2 separate regions of the Zea mays genome follow, and region 1 is linked to region 2. Evidence: chromatin contacts called from public Hi-C data. All regions are on one chromosome and are shown on one strand. The core of a region is the stretch at or near the end of the contact, and the rest is flanking DNA. Distances in the headings are between cores, read along the strand shown.

Region 1 (6,655 bases), core at 103-2,602, 68 kb before region 2:
AAATTTAGGTGGGCGATCCAGATCGCGCGGCATCTCTGCGCGTCCCCCGGCGCCGTAATCCGACGTCGACGCCGACTTTTCCTTCATGGCGGCCATGTCAGCCTCCATGGTGGACATCTTGGTGGTGATGGCCCTAAGCATCTCCATCACGTCCTGCATGGACGGCTCGGCCATGGTGGCTGGTTGCAGGGCCGAGTCGGTGGAAGATTGGGGTGAAGGTGGAGGGCTGGTGTGGGTTGCAGCGGCTGTGGATGAAGGATTGGAGCGAGTGGGAGAGGATCGCCGGGATCGCGATACCAAGTTGTCAAGGGCGTCGAGCCCTTGGGTGGCCGGACCGCGGCTACGCAGCTCGTAGCCGTCGGCCGTCTTCTCCGGTGAGGTTATTCCCCTCAACCGTAGGCTTAACAGAGAAGAAGAGATTTGGGATATAATTCATGCTTGCCTTATTAAAAGAACCGCCTGCTTTATATATAGCCAGGCCAGCCAAACCAACTCCTATTTCTTCTCTATACTTATCTTCCTAAACAACTTCTTAACAACTTATCCCTATTTGCTAGCAGCGGCCAGCTCTGATCTGTTGCTGGCCGTGAGCTTATCTTCTAAACAAACCTCCAATTTTCTAGCTACTAGCAACTGCAGCTATTCCTGCGCCCTGATCTGCTGCTGGCCGACGCTCGTAGTGGTGATTTCCCGATCTTATCCAATGGAACCTGCGGCTGTTGCCTCTTGGGCGTGTTCAGCGCGCTCACGCGCACGCCGTATGTCACGGGTACGCCGTTGCCTGACGTAGGGGCGGCCGTACATGACATCGACATCAGTTGGTGAATTATCGAACAGCAACTACTATTATATTGTAAGAAACTGGAAAGACGATTCCGAAATCCAAGCACATGCACATTGATTTGTTCCTTTGGAGTTTAAATAACACCAGAATTTCCTTCGTTAAGATGTGGACTCCGGCCGGGCCATGAGCACCTGGAGCCGCCGCCTGCCCGCGACCGGCAGCGAGGTGAGGGAGGCCGTTCGAGCGGAGGTGGATAGGAAGCCCCAGGAGGCGCGGGCGGGATGAACAGGCGGCGGACCAAGAGAGGAGGAGGGAGGTCCGCGCGCCGGCGACGGACAGAATCCAAAATGGGTGGAAGCTCACCAGATCGGAGAAGTACTGCTCCGCGTCTTCTCCGTACCGGATCTTCTTCTTCAGCAGTTAACTACCCTCGGATCCGCGTCTTCTTCTTCAGAGGCGGTGGGTGATATAGGTGGCGACGGCGACGGCGACGTCGGTGGGTGACAGGATGAGGGCGGCGTCGGCTAGATCCAGAGGAGGAAGCGATACGAGGAGTGGAGGCTCCGCGTCTCCGCGGGTGCTGCCTGCCTGCCCGGCCTTCGGAGGCGTGAAAACCGGTCCGAACCGGATGATAATTCGGCCCTCTTTGGAATTGGGTCCACTCCAAAAAAAATGGTGGAGCTAGTAAAACAAGTTGAGATGGCTCCATATTTCAGCCCGGTGTAGTTTTAATTAGTTCAAAAATATTTTTAATCTAAATAATAAATAAAATGACTTATCTAAATGTTTTCTAAAGTCTTACAGTTTTAGCTCTACGATTTCCTGAAGCACCTAATTACCTGTTCCACCAACTTTACTAAATTTTTTAAAGTTAGAGTTATCACATATAGAGCCCAGGTGCTCCAGAAAATCGTAAAGCTAAAGCCACGAGAATTTATAAAACTTTTAGATAAATTATTTTATTTATTTTTTAATTAAAAATATTTTTAAATTATCTAAATTAATATTATAAATTATAGCTCCACACTAAAACTGGAACTGAAAGCCATTCCAAACACCCCCATTTCCCTTTTGTGTGCTTCTAAAGGCTGCTTATACCACAAAGGTGTTTTTTTCACACGGGTGCGAGGTGACGTGAGTCGGTCGGTTTTTGAGGCTTCCAAATTAAACTAGCTTAGAAGTGGATTAGCAGTGAATAAAGAATGTTTAAATGTACTAAGCTAATAGTTAGCTCGCGAAAAAACTGCTAGTAAAATTAGCTAGCTAACTATTAGTTAATCTTATAAAAGTAGTTAGTAGCTAAATTATTAGCTAGATTGTTTGAATACCTTTAATTAATTTTAGTAGTTAACTATTAGCTCTTGTAGTCTAGTGCATTCAAACACTCCCAAAGTTACAAAGCTGTGTAATACCCAAATAGTGAGAGCAATAGAAGATACAAGAAATAAGAAATATAAAAGGTTCATTGGATCACTTGTATTGTTATTCTCATCTTAGCATAACTAGGTCTATGCCCGTGCGTTGCTACGGGTACATTAAAATGCATAACAATGTTAGTGTCAATGTGCCATTATATAGGAACTAATCCTTAGTAATACTGCACTCTTGTAACCGAAGTATCATAAGACCAATACAAGCGGGTAAACTCAATAGTCGCCCAAAGCGAAACAACAAATTTGTCGCAAGCTGCCTACTGCTGGGCGCACTGCACCCTCTGCCCACCGCCTGGCACATTATCGTCCTCGTCGTAGGCCTCCTGGTGCTGCTGCTGCCGCCTCCGCATCTCCTCTTCGATGTTCACGTCGTAGGGCATCGTATCCTCACACTCGTCCAGCTCCATGTCAGTGTACTGTGATACTGGCTTGGGCGGGAGAACAACCTCTAGGGCCTTGCACTGCTCCGGGCTCAACGAGTCCGAGAACTCCACTGAGAAGTGGATGTACAGCTTGCCCTTTATGAAGGGCCTCTGATACATGGGCATGCCTTCATCGTTGATTGCCTTGAAAGAATCTGCACAAATTTAAAGTAATCAATGAGCATTGGCCAAATCACGAAGGCAGAATCATAATCATACGTCAGAATCACCCACCAGGCTATACAATAATTTTTATATAAAATATACGTGTCTATGTACTGTGATACTGAATGTAGTAGACTCGTGAGCCTCCGTCAAACTGAACCGGTTTCCGAGCTCGCCAGATACCCAAGCCGAGCCGGCGCGGCTCGCCATACCACCACCTCTACATGGAACTATGGATAGGGAAAAGTTTCAGGAGATACGGATGAACACATGAAGCTCATGTATCTTGTAGGGTCTCACTCACTGAGGTCGTCCAATATATAAAGAATAAATAGTCGTCCAATATATAAAGAATAAATAAAAAGAATACCATATTAGTTTTACTAAAAGGTAACGATGTAGTCCGAGAACTCCACTGAGAAGTGGATGTACAGCTTGCCCTTTATGAAGGGCCTCTGATACATGGGCATGCCTTCATCGTTGATTGCCTTGAAAGAATCTGCACAAATTTAAAGTAATCAATGAGCATTGGCCAAATCACGAAGGCAGAATCATAATCATACGTCAGAATCACCCACTAGGCTTCACAACTTCGCCATGGTTCAATTTGATCAGCATTTGCCTGTTATCCATGTGAGTCAGAACAAACTGGAAGCTACACAGAGATTCAATCAAGGTCAGTGTGTGCTCGTAGAAGAGGTCATCGCCCTTTCTCTTGAACTTGGGATGCTCCTTTTGCTGGAGAACAAAGATGATATCTCCAGTGGCAGTATCAGGCTGCACATGAGCACAAGATAGTTAGAACCCAAGGTTGCACACATTAGTTAGAACAGAAGTTTAGTTTGTGCCAGAGGAATAACTTTAGAACTGAGGACTAAGGAGTCATTACCGCTTCATCAGCTTCGCCAGGGAATGTGATCTTATGTCCGTTCTGCATACCTTTCTCAACTACCACTTCAAAAACTTTCTTCTCCGACACGACTTTATCACCTTTGCATTGTGGGCATCTATCTTTATCGCTGATGGTCTCTCCAGAACCCTTGCACTCATTGCAAGGATGTTGCATTTGCTGAATCATTCCAGGTCCCAACTGCCGGATTTGGACCTTGAAGCCAGAACATTGACAACCAGCACACCTCGACGAAGCTCCAGACTTGGAACCCTTACTGCACGATTACAAGCACACAATGAGATCCTAAGAATCTAATATAGAAAGCATACTGTAATTGAGTTTTTGGCATCCTTGTGTTGTGGATTCAGATGACCTACCCATTGCACTTGGAGGAGAGGACATTGCGGGACAGAGAGAGCTTCTTTGATGTGCCATTGTGCCATAATCAAGTGCTACACACAACATGGATTCTGGCAACCATATAAATGCCAAGGTTATTCTGACATAGCAATCGTGGATATAGCATCGGTTAGACAAACATATCATAAATAAAGAATTAAGTCTCATTTGCAGACAGTTCTGGTGTATATAAGCACAGACAAAAGATGTCTCTGTAACGGATTCTATTGAACAGAACACATGCCATTATCAACTGCTTTACAAAATTTATTTACATGTTCAAACAGGAGCGATTTATTACACTAAGTATTCTAGTTTAGGTACACTGAGCAGAACCAAATATATCTTCATTCAAAGCGACTATCATAATCACCATTGGCAGCACAGATCTTGCCAATATAATTAACCAGTGACTCATATGGACAAGATAAGAATTTGCAAATGGCAGTTACTGCGATGTGATTTGATCCTGTGAAGCTGAAGCATCAGTATCTGGTAGAACTATAAACTCTTTCTGCAGTTTCAGAAGTTTTGTTCAAAGCCTGAATGAATTATGAAACCGCAGCTGCTTCAAGCGGCGTGCCAGCAGCAGAGGACAAGGCCTCCCTACCATGCGGCCTCAAGAGCGACTCCCTATCGCAGGTGGCCGGCGGGTGTGGCTGGATCCCGCCGGGGTTGAGGTGGAAGAGTGTCTTGAAGTATCCTGCCATGATGGCCTCCATGTCGCACGATTCCAGAATGAAGTGAAATTTCATGACATTAAATCAACATATGTCAAATCCAGAACAAAAGACAAACCAAATAATTCTAGAAAGGAATCATTAGTTATGATACAACAAAAGAAACCAAAGACAGACCTTGAATTGGAAGTGGTCATCTATGCTTCAGAATGCGAAAGTAAGTCTCAAACAGAGCAGAAATTGTTTCTTTTTTATCCCTTTTCTCTCCTTCGGATCAAGAGAGAAGGAAATTGCTCTAAGATCTGCATCAACCTGCAAAAATACAATGGAAATGACTATACAAACTCACACAGCCTCCAAGTAAATAATGTCTTATCTGATGTTACCTCTTGTCTAGCTTTTGAGATCAGTTCATGTCTGGTTTTCTTCTTATTACTAACTGGCAATTGCTTTGGAACCTCCTCATTTTTGCCAATGTTTATTCCTCTTTGGTTTACCTCTTTCTCCTCAATCTCATCTTTTCCAATATCTCCATCAAATCTCAAAGACAGGAAGACCTACGATAAACATCCCAATATATAGTCAGCAATGATAGCATATTGATTCATGCTCAGTTTCTTTTAGAAATAAACTGCATGAAAACGGTACAAAATGAACATTATTAAATACATATGACAAATAAGATAGACGATAATCACCATAGCTTAATGCTATCAGGATGAAGCTGGCAATCATTGAGCTTCACATGATCTGCAATCAACCTAACTGCTTCTATTGTTGCCTCGCCACCATGTTTTCCTTCTTTTATAAAAAATGATCTTATTGCTTCACAACACATTTTCCTACAAGATAATTAGGTATATATGGAGTACTTCAGTGAACCAATGGACTACAAAACTGAGCCGAGGTAAGAATTGTGGACATTATTTTCACATGGAATACTCCTTGGTTTACTAATTACTAAGAGAATGTTGTCAAGGAATAACAACAAATACCACAATTAGTGCTATTGGGTATAATGATATATTTGCTCAAATAAATGATTCATGCCCCGTATCCTTTCCAGTTCAAGGAAAGGAAACTCAAATGCAATTTAGACCACTGTAAGATGAACCAATAAAGTTATTCTGCTACCTAGAACCATGGTGTATCTAATCAATAAAAAAACAAGGATGATGGTTTTATTTATAAAGTGGTCAACTATATTATTTTAAACAAATTCAGATCAGGCAAGGACTTGACTTTGACACACAAAATGAGTATTTACCTTACTACATCATCTGAGGAGCTTAAATTTTTTACCACGTTAGCCAATAGGCTTTGGCAGAAGTTAAAATGTGGGGGCAGTATCTAATAAAGCATCCATGCAACGGACAACCAGAGTATAATAGTGGGGTTACTTCTCCAACGATATCAAATTCTGTAGGTAAGCCTAAAAATTCACAAAAGAAATCCAGCTCAACCATTGTTTGATTTTCTTTATAAGCATGTATGTCAGCAGGGAGAAAACCAACTGAAAAGTTTACAGTGGTGCAGAGTTGGGACAGAGCGAGGTTGGTTTACCCACCTCAAGCAGTGGGCGCAGCCACTCTTTGCACTTGTAAGAGCTGTGCAAGAACACGATAGCTGGTTTTCTTCTAGGGATGGGGTCGTCAAGCTTCAGCAGAAGTACAGAGACTCGTCCTTGTTCACCTAGCTGCTTTGAAAGGAAAAAAAAGTAGTGATAGTTTCTGGTTAGAAAAATAGAGGGGAAAATAAAAACCAGCAGTGAGGCATTGACTCTGTAGTTGAGTGTGGGAATACATGTGAGTCTGGATCTGAGAACCTAAAAAAAGGATGTCGACTATCAAGGTGCACCCAAGTATTCAACAGAGGGATGT
Region 2 (6,881 bases), core at 1,682-4,181:
CGATGCGACAACGACCTGATAGCTCATGATATACTGTGCTGGGTCGGTGCTGCCGTTGTACTTGGGGTAGGCCCCTGCCCTGAAGTTGGCGGGCCATGGTGACACTTGCAGTTGCGGCGCTAGAGGACTCCACTCATCAAGGTAGTTGACGCCTTGGAATGCTGCGTCGTGTGGGATGACGGGTCCGCGCTGAGGAATGAATAGGTCTCTGATTGGCGCGCGTTGTTGGAGGGGCGGACCGTGCTGCAGATCATGTTGGCCTTCGCGCTGCATGAGCGCAATCTCTTGCTCGAGTTCCTGAGCCCTCTGCTCCTCGTCTCGTATCATCTAGCGCACCTTGGCCTGCACAGAGACACGTTGGCGCTTGGCCTCGAGGATCTCTTTCTGCTTCTGGAGGTTACGGTTCTTGATGCGCAAGGCCCGCAGTTGTAGTTGTTCCTGTGCTGAAATGCCGATGACTTCACCATCCTCTGTGGCGTCCTTGCCCTCTAGTGGAGCGAAGCCTGGGGGTGCTTGCGGTTGTCCTCCGGAGCTACAGGTGCGGAGGGTGCCTTCGGGAGTTGGTTGATCATTGCGCTGTCTCTTGCTGAGTGCGTCGTCTTCGTAGGCTTCTTGGTGGGTGGTGTCTGCAAGGGCCTTGCCCTTTTTCTCGGCCAGCAGCGCTGCCTTCGCTGCTTCGTCAACGGATGGGGCTGCCTTCGAGCTAGCTCTCTTGGGTGCCATCGCGGGTGGTTTTTTCGTAGCATGAATGGTGGGCGCCAAATGTTGAAACTTGCTCTCCTAGGCAAGTTGATCCAAAGGGGGAGTGAAATTAACGTAAACAAGGTTTTGACTCGAGATGGCAATTGCTTTGTTAATCCCGCCCCTCAAGGACACTGTACGGGGGTATTTATAGGTGCCTGAGTACCCAACATCTCGATGTAAGGACGCATGTACCCTCAGGCACCTGGACTATCCCCGGAATATTCCTATAAAGGAGGGTTATAGACTGTCATTACAGAAAAGCCATTATAAATCGGGCCCGTAACACACTTCTTCGTGCGGGGCCTATTACAATAGGCCGAATCCCACGTGGGCCTCCAGGTCGGGTGAGGACATGGGATGGGGCGACGTCGTCGTAGACCTTTGTCTTGTAGTGTAGACGAAGGGTGGACCTCGCCGGTCGTTTTGCTTACGTTGGTGCAGCGAGATAGACGAAGGCTGGAGCGAAGGGTAGCGTCTTCGCCTTTGCCGCAACAGTAACAATGTTTTATTTCGACCGTAAGAAGTCGAGATGCACCTGTGTTTCGGTATCTTGTGAGGCTGCACACGTCGGTCTCACTCTCTCTCTCTCTGACTCTCTCTCACCAACGGATCGGAGAAATGGCGGACGGCATGCAGCTAGCGTCGTCGTTTTCCTTGGAGAACGCTGTGCCTGTGCAGTTTGACCCACCAGGAAATTAAACCTGACAGCGAAGGGAAAGAGTGTGAACACATGATCTAATTAAGGAGTTCAAAGTGTTGGAAAAAAGAAACCGATTTCGTCAAGGAGTAACAAACACGCGCGGATCCCGCCGGTAGTCTAATATTCGTCCTACCATGCCCATCATCATCACCATTATCATCATCATCCCTTCCATAGAATACTAGCTAGCCCTCCACCTTAGTGGTGGACGGTGGTGGTAGTTATATCTTCAGGGTACCAGCACGCGCCGACGACCGTCGCCGCACTAGCTATAGCTCATTTTCAGAAGATTTGAAGAATCCTTAATGGGCAGATAAAGAGCAGCAATTAGCTAGCACGAAAAGGTATAGTAGAATCGAGTCCAAGCGAGCGAGTGTAGTGTAGTGCGGTCAAAATTAACGTTATTATTAGGTAATAACTAGGGGCAATGCGGACTAGAAGAGTAGAAGCAGCGAAAGGTCTCCGTTTCTTCAAAAAGGCAACACGGCACGCTGTGGTAAAGGGGCTTTGACGACGATCGACACTTTGGTATATAGTGTAAAGAGCGCCGGATTTGAATCGGTCCTATGCATATCAGCATGTAATTAAATCCTGTTGTGGGTGTGTGATCTGCATGCATGTGTGCCAACACTAACTTTCTTTCTTTCTTTCTTTCCTTTTTGCGTCAATTTAAGGACTCTAGTCTCATATGCTGTGGTTTATCTGGGAACCCGAAAGCACGAGCCAACACTTACTCAGCTGTGTGTGTGAGAGAGAAATAGAGAGAGAGATCGGGCACGGTTCAAATGCAGTAGGGGTTCTTCGTTCAGTTGGAGTGAGGTTCCATGTCAGAGTGAAAAAGAAGCATGTGGGGTGTGGGTCAGTCTAGAAAGCCGGAGATTTCTTTCTTTCACTGAAAGTCAAAGGAATTAGGCCATCAAATCAGTCTTTTTCTACATCGGAAAAGCCTCCTGCTCTTCACGCTCAACCTCCTCCTCCTATCTATCTGAATGTCTAGCTGTCAGCGTTCGGGTTATCTATAAACAGCTAGCTTGCTGCTTTTTTTGCTAGCTACCATGCAGAACGGCCATCATATTATACGTATACGAACTCAGTCCGTCCATGTCCATGGACTCGTATTTCTAGGCGGTCATACACTTTTCCTTTCGATCGCAGGTTGGTAATTCTAGCTAGGTGAAGTTGCACTAGTGATCTCGAATCGAAGGAGTTGATACACTCCATCCGTCACAAACTAAAATTCGTTTTAATTAATTACTAGATTTATATAATATTTAATATATATGTTATATATATATGTCTAGTTTTATCTTCTTTAATTTAAATATAGAACATATAAAAATTAAGAGGAACAGAGGGAGTAGTTGGGAATGCCCATTGGCGCAACAGTTGCGGGTTCGTTTTTGCGGCCCAGCACGGCACTCCAGCCTCTATGATGAACCACTGTTGTATCTTGTTCTCTGTCTCTCGCCGAACATGGGCCGTTGTTTCGCGATTTTGGGTGTTTTCAGGAATGATATGGCTCTTTGGATTTGGCCCATGTCTGCAAACTCTACAGATGATCACGTGGGCTAATTAAAACAAAACGATGTTTAGACGATAAAAGAGAAGATTAGCCTCTACTACGGTCTTTCGTCTCTTCGTGTTTGCATAATTGCATCATCAGGAGAGAACGAGAAAAAAAGTATTACACATCTTACTAAGGTCCTTTTTTTCAAGTGACTAAAGATTAATTCTTCTATTTTAGTATTATTTAGTCCCTAAATAGCTAATCGGCGCAACTAAAATAGGAACTAAACTGCTTTAGTCCTGCTCCCTCGAGGGGTGACTAAAGGAGATTAAACCATATTAATTTTATCTTTTTGCCCTCATTTTTTAGTTACACTAACAGTGCGAGAATGTTAAAGGGAATTTTAGTCTCTTATGAGTCATTTAATACGTTTCTAATACTTTTAGTACCTTGAAAGCAACTAGGCCCATGGTTGATTTTAGTGTTAATGACGACAACTTAAGATTATATGTGACTAACGTGTGTTCTACAGAGCAAATGGTAAGTTAGGTCGCATTACAAGAGGTTGCGTTGCAACGGTGAAAACAATCCCTTAGATGAGAACTTGAAGCGACAGCCGAAAAAGACGAATCTAAAGATGAAGGTCTTTATATTCCGAGTGTCGAAGGAGTTGCGCACACTTGGTATAGAATTAGGTCTTCTATTTTTACTTTAGCCGTACTATAAAGAGGGGTTGTGAATGAGTAGTTTGACCAAGAGAATTCTAGTGTAGTGTTGGTACATGTTCACACTCACAACCTCTAGGTGTCACTCTATAACACACTCACGAGTTAGAACGAAATCGGGTTAGAAAAACCAAAGGAAAATAAGTTGGATTTGCTGTCTTAGAGGCACCGGACTGTCCGGTGCGACCCCTGACAGTGGGGCCAGGCTGCCCCGGGAAAACCCGAGAGCAACGAGTTCACGTAGGCGAATTTTAGCGCACACACTGAACTATCCGGTGCACACCAGACAATCACTGTTCGCTGTCAGGTGTGCTGTCAGAGCAACGACTAGCTGTCAGAACTAGCCGTTGCAGCACACCGTTGGCGCACCGGACCGTCCGGTGCGGCAATGCACAACAGCCTACAATAACAGCTAGTTTTGATGGTTGGGGCTATTTATAACCCCTTCACCAGCCACATTAAGTGTCTTGCTGCCCACATTCACTTGTATTCGTTGCTAGTGCATTGCAAGTCCCACAAAACCTAGTGAGGTGATTAGAAAATCATAATCAGTGTTAGGACCTCATTAGTGCGCATGAGAGCCACCTAGAGCATACACCACATGCATTAGGCTTCTCTTGGTCAAGTGAAAGTCTATATGTTGTTACTCTTGGTGAAAGTCTATATGTTGTTACTCTTGGTGATCGGCATCACCTAGATGGCTTGGTGACGATTGGAGTGCGGTGATCACCCTGGAGGACTTGTTGGTGACCCGACTCAAGTTTGTACGCGATCGTGAGGGATCCAACACGCCAGAGTGGCAAAGGATCATCTTAGAGAGAGCACTTGGTTCTTGCGAGGACCAAGGGGGAGCGATACCTTTGCGTGGATGCTTCAACGAGGACTAGGGAAGAGTGTCGACTCTTCGATACCTCGATAAAAAAATTGGAGGAGTCTTCTTACCCTTATTTTACATTCCTCATTTACTTTGAGCATTTTACTTTATGCAATTGCTTAGTTAGTATTTGTTGTAATGACTTAGGGTTGTTGTTTATCTATTAGTATTTACCTTGCTAGTAGTTTGGATGAAGATGAGCTCATGCTTAGGGGTTAACTTTTATTGGAATTTTAGAAAAGCCCAATTCACCCCCTCTTGGACATCGTAATCCTTTCAGTCCCTTCAACCAAACACGTCAGGGACTAAATTTTAGTCCCTAGACTAAAGGAACCAAACAGGTGTAAACCCTTAAAATATGGTTTAAATTATTAGCTAGTTCTTGGTGGAATAAAACTAGAGTTTATTTTAAGTCTATGTTTTATTTATGAGACATGTTCCTATTAAAAAAATGAAATAAAGTTTGAAATCATGCATCATGCCAAAGATTTTGACTGTGCATTTAATTTGTATTGGAAATACTCTTTGAAATATATTTGAATCCAAGTGACTTGTGATGGAAGACTATATGTTACTTTTTTCCAAACCAAATAAGTAGTGAATGCTAATATCTAATGAACTATACGACTAACTACATCCCTAAAATAATGATTTGCACCTATGATGGTTTCGAATTAGAACCTTTTTGGAATTTGAATTTGATTTGAAAACAAAATAGAAATAGAAATAGAAATCAAAAGAAAAATAAAAAGATGTGAGAGCTTCCTCTTAGCTCTTGGACCGCTTTTGGCCCATTAAGCCATGCCTCCAGCGCCAGCTCGTGCCTCAACCTGGCGCCAACACCCGAGCCCCACAGGCCATTGCATCGGCCGCGCCTCTCCACACGCGGTCGCTGGACTGTGGCCCCACCCGTCAGCCCCTTCGCCTGTGCGCCTTGATAGAGAGCTCGCGCGCGGCGAACGCTGTAACAAACTTCCATCCAAATCGGAGGTTGTTGGAAGTCATCATGTGGGTATATAAGTATTGAGTCGCGAGCCCCCTAGAACCATAGCCGTGTAGTGTCCATTGCAGTGCTCGCATCGAGAGAACGTCGCCTTGCTACCAGGGAGAATGACGCTGGTGGCCGCCGCCGCGGAGATCAAGCTGTGTGGCGCCTTCGCCCTATGGTTAGGATTCGAGAGCATCACCGGACCACGATGAGGGTGGCTGTGCGCATTCTTCGATCAATCACCGACCGGAGCTCTGGGAATTGCTCGACAACGTCCAAACATCGCCTCAAGCCTCAAGCGACTAAGCTTAGGCAGATTGTGGCCAGCATCTCCAGTAGTTCCTAAAAACCTCTCTAAACTTAATTTAAAGTGTTAGTAACAAAAAATTATGCTCCAATAGTTCCTTAAATGAGGTCCCTATATATACCAACTTACTATTTATCCCTATTTAGTTTTTAAATGCGGGGAGTTGTTTCGCGCTCCTAATAGCCTCTTTTGCTCATTAATCACACTGTGAAATCATTTGTTGCTATAGATTTCACACCCGTGTACAAGTGATGCACTTTAAATGATTTAAGTTGTGAAAATAATAAATTTACCATAGAGTTAGTATAATTTAAAAATATTTAACAACTTAAAAATCAGGAACCGTTGGAGACTAAGCTTGTTTTTGTTGGTAACATACATTCCGTAAATTGTTAAATCAGAGTTTACAGGGCATTTTTTAGAGAACTGATGTAGATGCTCTAGTAGTAAACTGAACAAGTTCATAGAAAGTTGTAGAGATAAATCCTTCGTGAATAGACTGTCTCCGCGCGTGGCCTTTAGCCAGGGACTAGGTGAGCCCATGCAACCGCCACCCGCTCCCTACGATCTCTTATTACTTCTTGTTAAAATCCGCTAGGAATTAGAGGCATGTCCGTGTTTCACGCGTACGGTGACAACGCTGCCCCTTCGTGTGTGGACGCGTGGCCTTGAATCGGACCCGAAAATTTTATCAACCACAACTCTACGCCGTCCCTCACATCACGTCGCGCCCGTACCTCCTCCCCCGACCTCGCCGCACTCAGCCGTAGCCGCCTCACGCCCTTGCCCTCGTCCTCGGCGCAGCTGCCAGTCCTCGACGGCCGAAGCGACGTCGCTTCCGCCTCTGATACAGCCCCCGCCATGCTCCAGTAACTCTGCTGTCCGCAAAGCCCAACCAACTTTCAGCCCAGATCGTCACTCACGAGCGCTCCCCCGCATCCCGGTTTCGCCTCCGCCGCTTGCCTCGCGACTCTGGGACAATCCCCTCCCCCTCGCTCTGGCACTCTCCTGTGTACCAGATAGCTGTCGTCGTCTA

What was found. Hi-C and Micro-C count contacts between places; a contact is called where the count stands out from the background.
Region 1: a Hi-C map of ear shows a contact between it and region 2, with 2.9 times the contacts expected there. The contact joins the promoter of LOC100381274 here to the enhancer-like site in region 2. A contact is called at or near these places in 3 of 25 Hi-C or Micro-C datasets (ear, leaf and seedling).

What each region holds. Positions count from the first base shown.
Region 1 is chr9:32,753,659-32,760,313 of Zm-B73-REFERENCE-NAM-5.0, reverse strand. It overlaps LOC100381274, which reads right to left and starts at 1,352. Exons shown (of 5, transcript NM_001195849.2): 1 at 1,148-1,352. LOC103639869 (dnaJ protein homolog 2) reads right to left here and starts at 4,817. Exons shown (of 5, transcript XM_008662555.2): 1 at 4,706-4,817; 2 at 4,074-4,140; 3 at 3,694-3,970; 4 at 3,383-3,581; 5 at 2,366-2,794. The coding sequence starts at 4,817. The coding sequence ends at 2,475.
Region 2 is chr9:32,687,376-32,694,256 of Zm-B73-REFERENCE-NAM-5.0, reverse strand. No RefSeq gene overlaps it. Among protein-coding and RNA genes, the nearest start is that of LOC109942259, 39 kb to the left of the region's middle. Within about 2 kb of position 2,931, at least 17 of the 20 cell types and tissues checked have an H3K27ac peak or open chromatin away from gene starts, as enhancers often do. A contact at or near this core is called in ear, leaf and seedling, where this site is marked.